Regions from separate parts of the Sus scrofa genome. Here region 1 is linked to region 2. A link is a contact called in public Hi-C data. All regions are on one chromosome and are shown on one strand. Each heading gives the region's core, a stretch centred on a gene start, on an enhancer-like site or on the middle of the called end of the contact. The rest is flanking DNA. Distances are from core to core; before and after follow the strand shown. Region 1 overlaps GNG2 (guanine nucleotide-binding protein G(I)/G(S)/G(O) subunit gamma-2). Region 2 overlaps GNG2 (guanine nucleotide-binding protein G(I)/G(S)/G(O) subunit gamma-2).

Evidence for each region. Hi-C and Micro-C count contacts between places; a contact is called where the count stands out from the background.
Region 1: a Hi-C map of alveolar macrophages shows a contact between it and region 2, with 1.7 times the contacts expected there. The contact joins two enhancer-like sites. A contact is called at or near these places in 2 of 47 Hi-C or Micro-C datasets (alveolar macrophages and embryonic fibroblasts) and 1 of 2 datasets of contacts at active chromatin or transcription factors (alveolar macrophages).

Annotation. Positions count from the first base shown.
Region 1 is chr1:181,651,236-181,655,515 of Sscrofa11.1, reverse strand. GNG2 (guanine nucleotide-binding protein G(I)/G(S)/G(O) subunit gamma-2) reads right to left here. Exons shown (of 5, transcript XR_002346920.1): 5 at 3,544-4,280. Among named protein-coding and RNA genes, the nearest start is that of C1H14orf166, 28 kb to the left of the region's middle. Within about 2 kb of position 1,500, at least 24 of the 83 cell types and tissues checked have an H3K27ac peak or open chromatin away from gene starts, as enhancers often do. A contact at or near this core is called in alveolar macrophages, where this site is marked.
Region 2 is chr1:181,528,297-181,532,761 of Sscrofa11.1, reverse strand. The region is part of intron 2 of GNG2 (guanine nucleotide-binding protein G(I)/G(S)/G(O) subunit gamma-2); the gene reads right to left. Among named protein-coding and RNA genes, the nearest start is that of GNG2, 45 kb to the right of the region's middle. Within about 2 kb of position 2,796, at least 18 of the 83 cell types and tissues checked have an H3K27ac peak or open chromatin away from gene starts, as enhancers often do. A contact at or near this core is called in alveolar macrophages, where this site is marked.

The sequences.
Region 1 (4,280 bases), core at 251-2,750, 120 kb before region 2:
GGCCTCACCCACGGCATATGGAAGGTCCCAGGCTAGGGGTCTAATCTGAGTTGCAGCTGCTGGCCTATGCCACAGCCACAGCAATGCCAGATCTGATCCATAACTGTGACCTGCACCTACACTGCAGCTCAAGGCAATGGAAGATCCTTAACCCACTGAGCAAGGCCTGGGGTCGAACCCACATCCTCATGAATACTAGAGGGCTTCATTTCCGCTGGGCCACACTGGGAGCTCCTACACTTTAATTTTTTAAAAAAGCCACATATAGACACAGGGCAGGGCAATTAAAGATAGTGTTCTCAGGAGAGAGTGGAATGGACAGCCTCTCCAGGGGCCAAAATTAAGGTGAGGCAGTCAGCAGTGTTTCATATGGCCCCGCCCCCAAATCTCACTTCCAGGTTGGAAAGTGGTAGGGTCTTCCAGACTATGGAGCTGCTGGCTAGGGAGCATGAAGTCGTGGGGCCATGGAGCTGGACTGTTTGGAGAGGAGAGCCTCCGAGCTCCCTCTGTCTCGGTCCATCGCTCTGTGCAGAGCTGACTGCTGACACTTGTGGCAGGGAGCCTCATTCTCAGACCAGCTTTCATAGCTATGCCTCCGCCTCGTCCCATTTCTCTGCAGGCATTTGCCCTGTGCTCGCTTTGTCACCGATCAGATCATTGCTGAGTACTTTCTGTGTCCCTAAGCGCTGCGCTAGGCACCGCGGAGGATTAGAGAGATGCCTGTGCAGTCGGGGCTCGCTGCTCCCTAGAATATGGCAGTACACCCTAAGAGACAAGATTCTTATCTAATCAGCCATTAACTCCAACACCGCCTCCTGCGGAGGCTGGCAATCCACCTCCACCCTCCTGCCCTCAGTTTCCTGTGTCCTGGAACTTCTCGTTGTGACTGATAATTACTGTTTACTTGTCTGCTTCCTCCACAAAACCACAAGGTCCTCAAAGGCAGGGCCTGTGCTGTCTACCCTAGTGCAGTGCCTCTAACTCAGTCAGATACTAAATTGTTTGGTGCCTATGACAAGGCAATAGGGCTTGAGCGAGGAAAGAGACAAGTATTTCCTGAAGTCATTCACAGACAACATGGAATTCAGACTAGGCTTGAAAATGAGCGAGATCTGTTTACTTGAGGCATTGAGTAATGGCATTCCTGAGGGGCAACATCATAAGCAAAGGCATGGAGGTAGGATGGAAGATGTTATATTTACAGGAGACAGGATGAACCAGAGGAGAGTTTAGCAAACAGAATAAGAAGAGTTGAGTGGACTTGACTTCCCAGGGCCTGGCCAGCCAGGGTTGATGAACGCTTCCTGAGCCAGATTACTCTGTGTGGCTGCATTGTGGTGAGGCCTGAGTTACATCCTTGAGTCTGGCAAGATGTAGTTGCCACCAGTTATTTTTGCTTTTAACCTTCAATTTCTGATCGTCCAGTACAAGAACTTCACTTTCCTTGGAACCCCTGTTCTGTCCATGTGGCACAGTGACCCCCATGCCCAGGTTCAGGGGTGGGTGGGCACGTGAACCAGATCTGGCCAATAAGAGTCCTAGAAAGTGTTTCAGGGATACAGCCAGGGACTTTTTCTGGAGCTGCTGTTATGTTTCTTCTGTGATTGCTAAACTGGTGTGATGTGAAGCCTGGAGCTGAAGACACTATCCTGATGCTACAGGAGAAGAGTCTATCTGGGAATTAAAATAGCACAGAGGAAAGCAGAGCCAAGGGAGTGAGAGAGACAAAGGATGACATCATCTGAGCACCTGGATCCAGCTGAGCCTGAAGTGGGTCCTATTTCTGAGCCCTTGGATTATTAGCCACCTTCAGCTAGATTCCTACCACTTGCAACCAGAGGAGTACTCAGGGGTGAGTGGAATAGCTTAGAGTGGGAGGAGATGAGATACAGAGTGGCCACACCAGCAGGTGGACATGAGGGTCTGAACCAGGGATCCTGGGGCTTGAGAGGAAAGGTGACGAGTTAAGAGGTGAGAAGAAACGATCTAGATTCTCCCTCTTTTCAAAAATTGTGGAATCAATGTCTAATGAGTCTTTATCACTCTTCCTTCACAATGCCCTTTACCTACTCTCTTACCTACATTTGGCTTAGACAAGTCTATGAACCAAGTGAATCAGGTACACCTGTCCCCATTCTATAGCATGGAGAGGTTAAAGGACTTGGACAAGGTCATACGGAACTCTGGGGTCTCATTCCTCCTCTCTGTATCTCACTGGGCTCTTGCTCACACAGAGTGAGAACAGAGATCACCAAGCACCTTCTTTCTGTCACCTTGGGGCAGAGGTGTATCTGGCTCCCAGGTTTCTTCATTATGGACATGGAGAAACAGTAGGCGTTCTTACTGAGGAAAGGCCTGGGAGCCCATGACCCCCTTCATTAAAAATAAATTCTGCCTGAGTCTCCTGGTTCTAAATAGAAGAAAATGTAGATTTGGGGCAGAACCAAAGGGAAAGGGATTTCCCTTGGCAAATTATTTGCAATTTGTGGATTGGAGCTGACCCAGCTCCAATTCCCACGTCATTGTGAGCGCTGTTGAAAATGTGAGCAGCTTATTAAAGAACCAGAGCTGGAGGCAATCCTCCCGCGGGGGCCCAACAGAACAGGAGCAGAGTTAAAACCCACCAGTTTCCTCCTCCTAGTGTCTCCTGTCCAGGAGCCGCCAAGATTCTTAGCCACGGGTTACATGTTCACTCCAGGGCAGCCACTTCCTGCAGCTGTGGGAATAAGAGTCAGCATGTTTACAATTAGTTTGTGCCTTGCGTGAGGCATGATGAAAAGCCAGCTGTCTAAGTACTTACATGAGTGGTCCTCAGACAGTAGCGTGCAACAGAGTGCATGGTCTAAAGCGCCATTGCTAGCAGTTCTGAGTTAGTGGGAGGCCCCCAGGTCTATCTCTTAAATAGGCATTCCTGGTGATTCTAAAGCAGATGATCCAGGGACCCTGCTCTGAAAAACTGATGTAAGTGGATGAATGCACAGACTCCAAGTGACCCCCTTCATCAGAGGATTAAAGATACTTTTGTCTTAGGCACGAGCCCTGGGAGATCCAGCCTCTCCTTACTAACAGGGCCTATTACTCACTGGCATAATTTGAGGGGCATAAGGAAGGCTTTCTTGACTAGAATATCTCTGAGGAGCTGTGAATCTAGAGTTTAAGCATTTATCTCCAGCTTATGGAGAACAACACGTTCTGTGGTCAATTTTTTCTTTTTTTTTTTTTTAAGGAAAAATCCCCAGGTGGCATACTCACAGCATGTTCAAGTTTAAATGCAGCTCATCTCTCCTCACGGACCAGCCTGTCAGACCCTGGAAGTCACTTCCCCATCACCTTTCCCCATCCCCAAGCACTGTGCTCAGGGAGAAAGGCTTTTAGAGTCTCATGGGACTCTTCCTTTGGGCTCTCTGTTAACAAAACCCTAAAGAAAACCCATGGATTCTCATTCCTCCATCCATCTTGTTATGTGTCATCCTTCTCAAATTAATCACAGAGTCGATGGGCAAGGTGGTTCATAGGATTTCACAATAAAATCGACTGCATATGGAATGAATCTGAAAATTCCATTTATTAAAACAAATACATTGTCCATGTGGGATGAAAATGTACACATCGCATTCAGGTTTTTCTGTTTTAACATTTCTGTATTTCCCTCTCTTTGAAAGATACACTCCACTCCATAGATCTTATATAGGAAAAATATGAACAAGTCTTGGGCTGGGAAAACATTAATGTATATGTAACAATTCACCATTGCCAGAAGCAGCGAGAAGCAGATATTAAAACAAACAAACAAAAAAGAAGTACGAAAATCCTCTAAGACAGCATGCTTAAATTCCTTTTGTGAATATTAGTGCATGGGGAAATGGTTTTGAATTTTTCCTTAAGCAATCTCTTTCAAATATTATTAGCAAAACTAGCCTCAGTTCAAAGTACTTATTCACAACCTCTGATTTGAATTAAATAGCACTTGGTCTAAAATTGAAAGAAAAAAAAAAAGAAAGCAAATTTTATATTGAGGATGATGCAAGATAGTTTTTTTCCCTTAATAAAGTATGTGTTCTAAATATGAGGGTTATTCATACTGTTTAACGAATTCCATGGCAGGCTTTTATTACCACCCAATATAGTATAAACATAAATTAGGGCCTTGAATAATTAAGCTAAGTTTTCCTATCAGTTACCCCTTAAGATAAAATTATGCTGGTGAAAATGATTGTTAAATTTCTAAAAGAATTAAAACTCTTTAGGGCATAACTAATCAAAAAATTATTTCCCCTTTA
Region 2 (4,465 bases), core at 1,547-4,046:
TCAAGAGTAACTGCTTTTCCCAGCCTCCCTTGTTGCTGGTTGTGGGCCATGTGACAAAGTTCAAAGTGATGGCTGCAAAAGTGTTATATGTAGTTCAACCAAGAATCCCATTAATAGAAGTGGTCAGTCTAAGTTTTTCTTTACACTTTTCGTATTTTCCAGATTTTCAATGTTCACCATGAATTGCTTTCACCACCAAAAAAAGAGTTTAAGCATTGTTTACTAGCCTTAAAGAAATTAAGACAGCATAGAATTAAGTTTCAGTAACATGGGCCTTGTTCCCAAATATGCGAGTAAAATTGAAATCTACAGTTTTGAGAAACAGTTATTGCACCATATGCCAGGGCAAAGTCGCACACAAACGCCCTGTGTTTGCATGGCCCTTTAATCACACTCCCATGGCATATTATTTCAAACCTTTTGAAAAAATAGTTTTAATTAGGAAAAGTTGTGTAACTCTAAATAAAATCGATTGAAGGAATACTTTGGGAAAAAAAACCTCTAGTCAGTGTATTATAGTAATCAATTTAAAAGGGTACCTAGGTTTCTTGGGAGTTCCTGTTGTGATGCAGCGAAAACGAAAACGAATCTGACTAGGAACCATGAGGTTGTGGGTTCAATCCCTGGACTTGCTCAGTGGGTTAAGGTCTGGTGTTGCCATGAGCTGTGGTGTAGGTCGCAGATGCAGCTCTGATCCCGCGTTGCTGTGGCTCTGGCATAGGCTGGTGGCTACAGTTCCCATTAGACCCTAGCCTGGGAACCTCCATATGCCAACAGGTACGGCCCTAAAAAGGACAAAAGACAAAAATAAAATAAAATAAAATAAAAGGATATCTAGGTTTCTTAAAGTAAATTTTAAAATACTCTTCAAAACCTACAACCCACAGAATGGGAGAAAATCTTGGCAAGTGAAGTGATCAACAAAGAATTAATCTCCAAAATATACAAACAGCTCATACAGCTTTATATTTAAAAAAAAAAAAAAAAAAAAAAAACCAAAAACAACCCAAGCCAATCAAAAAATGGTCAGAATGTCTACATAGACATTTCTCCAAAGAAGACAGATAGATGGCCAAAAAGCACATGAAAAGACACTCAACACCATTAATTATTAAAGGAATGAAAATCAAAACTACAATGGGATATCACCTCACACCAATAAGAATGGCCATCATCAGAAAGTCTGCAAACAATAAATGTTGGAGAGGGTGTAGAGAAAAGGGAACCCTCTACACTACTGGTGGGAATGTAAGTTGGTACAACCACTAGGAAAACACTATGGAGTTTCCTCGAAAAACTAAAAATAGAACTCCATATGATCCAGCAATCCCACTCCCAAGCATATATCCAGAGAAAACCATGATTTGAAAAGATAACACGCATCCTAATGTTCACTGCAACCCTATTTACAATAGCTAAGACATGGAAGCAACCTAAATATCCATTGACAGAGGAGTAGATAAAGATGTGGTACATACATTCAATGGAATGCTACTCAGCCATTAAAAAATGAAATAATGTCAGTTTCAGCAATATGCATGGACCTAGAGATAATCACACTAAATGAAGTAAGTCAGGCAGAGAAAGACAAATATATATGAGATCACCAGTATGTGGAATCTAATAAAAATGATACAATAGAACTTATTCACAAAAGAGAAACAGACTCAAAGATTTCAAAACTAAACTTAAGGTTACTAAAAGGGAAACACTGGGGGGAGGGACAAATTGGGAGGCTGAGATTGACATATACACACTACGCTCCATAAAAACGCATGAGTAACTGTATAGCACAGGGAAATCTGCTCAATACTCTGTAGTGACATATGGGAAAAGGATCTGAAAAGGAATGGATATAGGGATATGTATAACTGATTCACTTTGCTGTATATCTGAAACACAACATTCTAAGTCAACTATATCCCAATAAAATTTTAAATAAACAAAATATTCTAAAAAAAAACCAGTTTTGGATGTGCACTAATTGATTTAAGGGTGTTGTTTGTTCTCCATATAGAATCATAATGAATCACTCCTTAGTAATCTCACTGGCCTAACAACTTTGTTTACCGTCCATCAAACAAGCGTGTGTTTTGATTTTATTGTTCCCTGGAGTGGTGACAGATTTGGCAGAGCTCATATAACCTCCCTGGTCTCCTCTGTGATCTCTGAGCTTGTATTATAAGATGCCTGTCCAAGATAAAGGGGTTGTATCTACCCCATAAAATAGGGAGAAACAGACTCAGAGATTTCAAAACTAAACTTACTACTTGGTCTACTTGGGGATCAGATCTGAAACAACAGGCTCACTAAAAGCCACCTCTGATCACGTATTAGAATAATGCCCTGAGGATCCTTTAAACTATAATAATGTTACGCCAGTGGACTTGGTGCCTTTCAGAGGCTCATTAAGGCCCTGGGCACCTGCACACTAGACACTTCCCAGGTAGACCTTAGAGACTTGTATGTAATTACATAGCAGATCAAGGACCTATTTCCCCCTCTTTCTTCCTGAGAGAAGCCCCAGTGGTCCTTTTCTCCCCGTGGCAATCCCAAAACTTAATTTGGCAAACTTCTGTTGAATAACAAAGGGAAGATGCCAGGGTTTCTTTAATTTCCCTCTCAGGATGACTGTTCCAGTATGGTCTCAAGAAACTCTTAAACTCTCTCAATAGTCAAAATGAAGCTGATAGTTAAAGCTCTGAAGTCTGGGTTTCTCTCCCCCTCTTCCCTTTACAGGAACATAAGCAACGCACAAGTCCACAAGCCTAATTACCATGGTAACAACATGCACTGTGATTATGAGTGTGTTTGTTTTTTAAAATGACTCACAGATTGTTCCCCCAGAAGCCCCAGACACACAGGTTTCTGGCTGGTTTATAAAATCTATCCAAAGTTGCCTTGCAAATTTCTTGCTCCGATTAGCACGACTGTTGTAACGGAGAGAATTCATCGAATCAAATATGCCCTTTTCCTTAAGGGTGAAAAAACCCCACTTGGTTCCTTAAACACTCCAAGATTAATCAATTTAAAACTCAGGTTAATAATGAAATTAATTTGAGTTTGTACACTGGAGATAATTAATCTGTTCCTAATTTAAATAATTAAGGTCTTTCATAATGTAGTTTTAGAGACCCAAATGAAATAATCAGGTGAAATAAAATCAGTAGTAAAAAATATCAAGTAAAATAGCTCACACCTGTGCATACACGGTCAATCACATGTAAATGTCTTTTTTAATTAAAAATGCATTTTCTTGTCCTTAACATTACCCGATCATAACAAGATAACTCATTTCTAGGGTAAATGTAAGTGTTAATACCAAGAGGTCTAAATAAAGAGATTTATTTTTTTAAAAGCAAACATGAAAGAGTCTAGACGTCTGGAAGAACTGTGGACTGCTTCCCTCCATTGATCAATACATGTTATTTAAGATGCTCTATGTACTAAGAACCACTATTTATAACTGAACATCACAATAGGGCTTAAAGCAGACTATTTTCTTAAGGAGACCAAGGCCATGGCTGTGGCTTAGTCCATTATCTTCTCTTAGAAGATCCTCTGTCCAACAGGGCACCACTCTGGTGAGCTTTCAGTGAGAGGGACCATGACCCAGCGATCATACCAGGTTTGGAATTCAGGCATCATGAAAATCTCTCTCCAAAAAAAAAGATGCTGGTAATTTTGGTATGTTGATTTTCCTCTATAGGAACTAGAAATAAAGCTTATTTTAAAAATGTAAATGAAAAATTGTATATAAGTTTATTTAAATTAAAATGTTAAGTATCCCGATGCTTCCCTATGGTACAACATACAATAAGCACACATACACACACAGCATAGTCATTAAAAATTACTACCTTCAAATTGCAACACATTTTATGTACTGTTACGGTTAAGTTTTTTTTTTTTTTCTCTATAGAGTTTGAAGGGATCACAAGAGTGCATCAGTCAGGATAGGCTAGGTTATACAGTGGTAACAAACAACCCTCAAATCTTTTAAGACCGAAAAGCTCATTTCTCACTCTCACTATGTGTCCACTGCAGGTCAGTGAAGGGACCAGCTCTATGTTGTCTTTAGGACCCTGGCTTAAGAGCTGAGCCAGCGTTTCTGTCTTCTACCACTGTCAATTGCCAAGGAATGTGTTCACATCCTGGTTCTTACAAGCTTCTTCCTGGAGATGGCAAACATCACTTCTGCTCACCTTTCACTGGCCAACGTATAAACTTGTGGCTTACACCTACCTAAATCAGACAGAGAAGAGTAAGCGTATCATGAATTGGGGAGGAAAACTGGAAATATTTATGACTAAACACATGCACTGCTGAAAAAATAGTGCAAGTCTGAGATCGTTTCTTAACTAAGTTAAAACATTGACATTTGATTACGCCGGGGAAACAGCCTTCCTCCAGTGATTCCTTACTCTGAGTTCAGAGCATCTAAGGTTAATGCTGGGCCAGAATA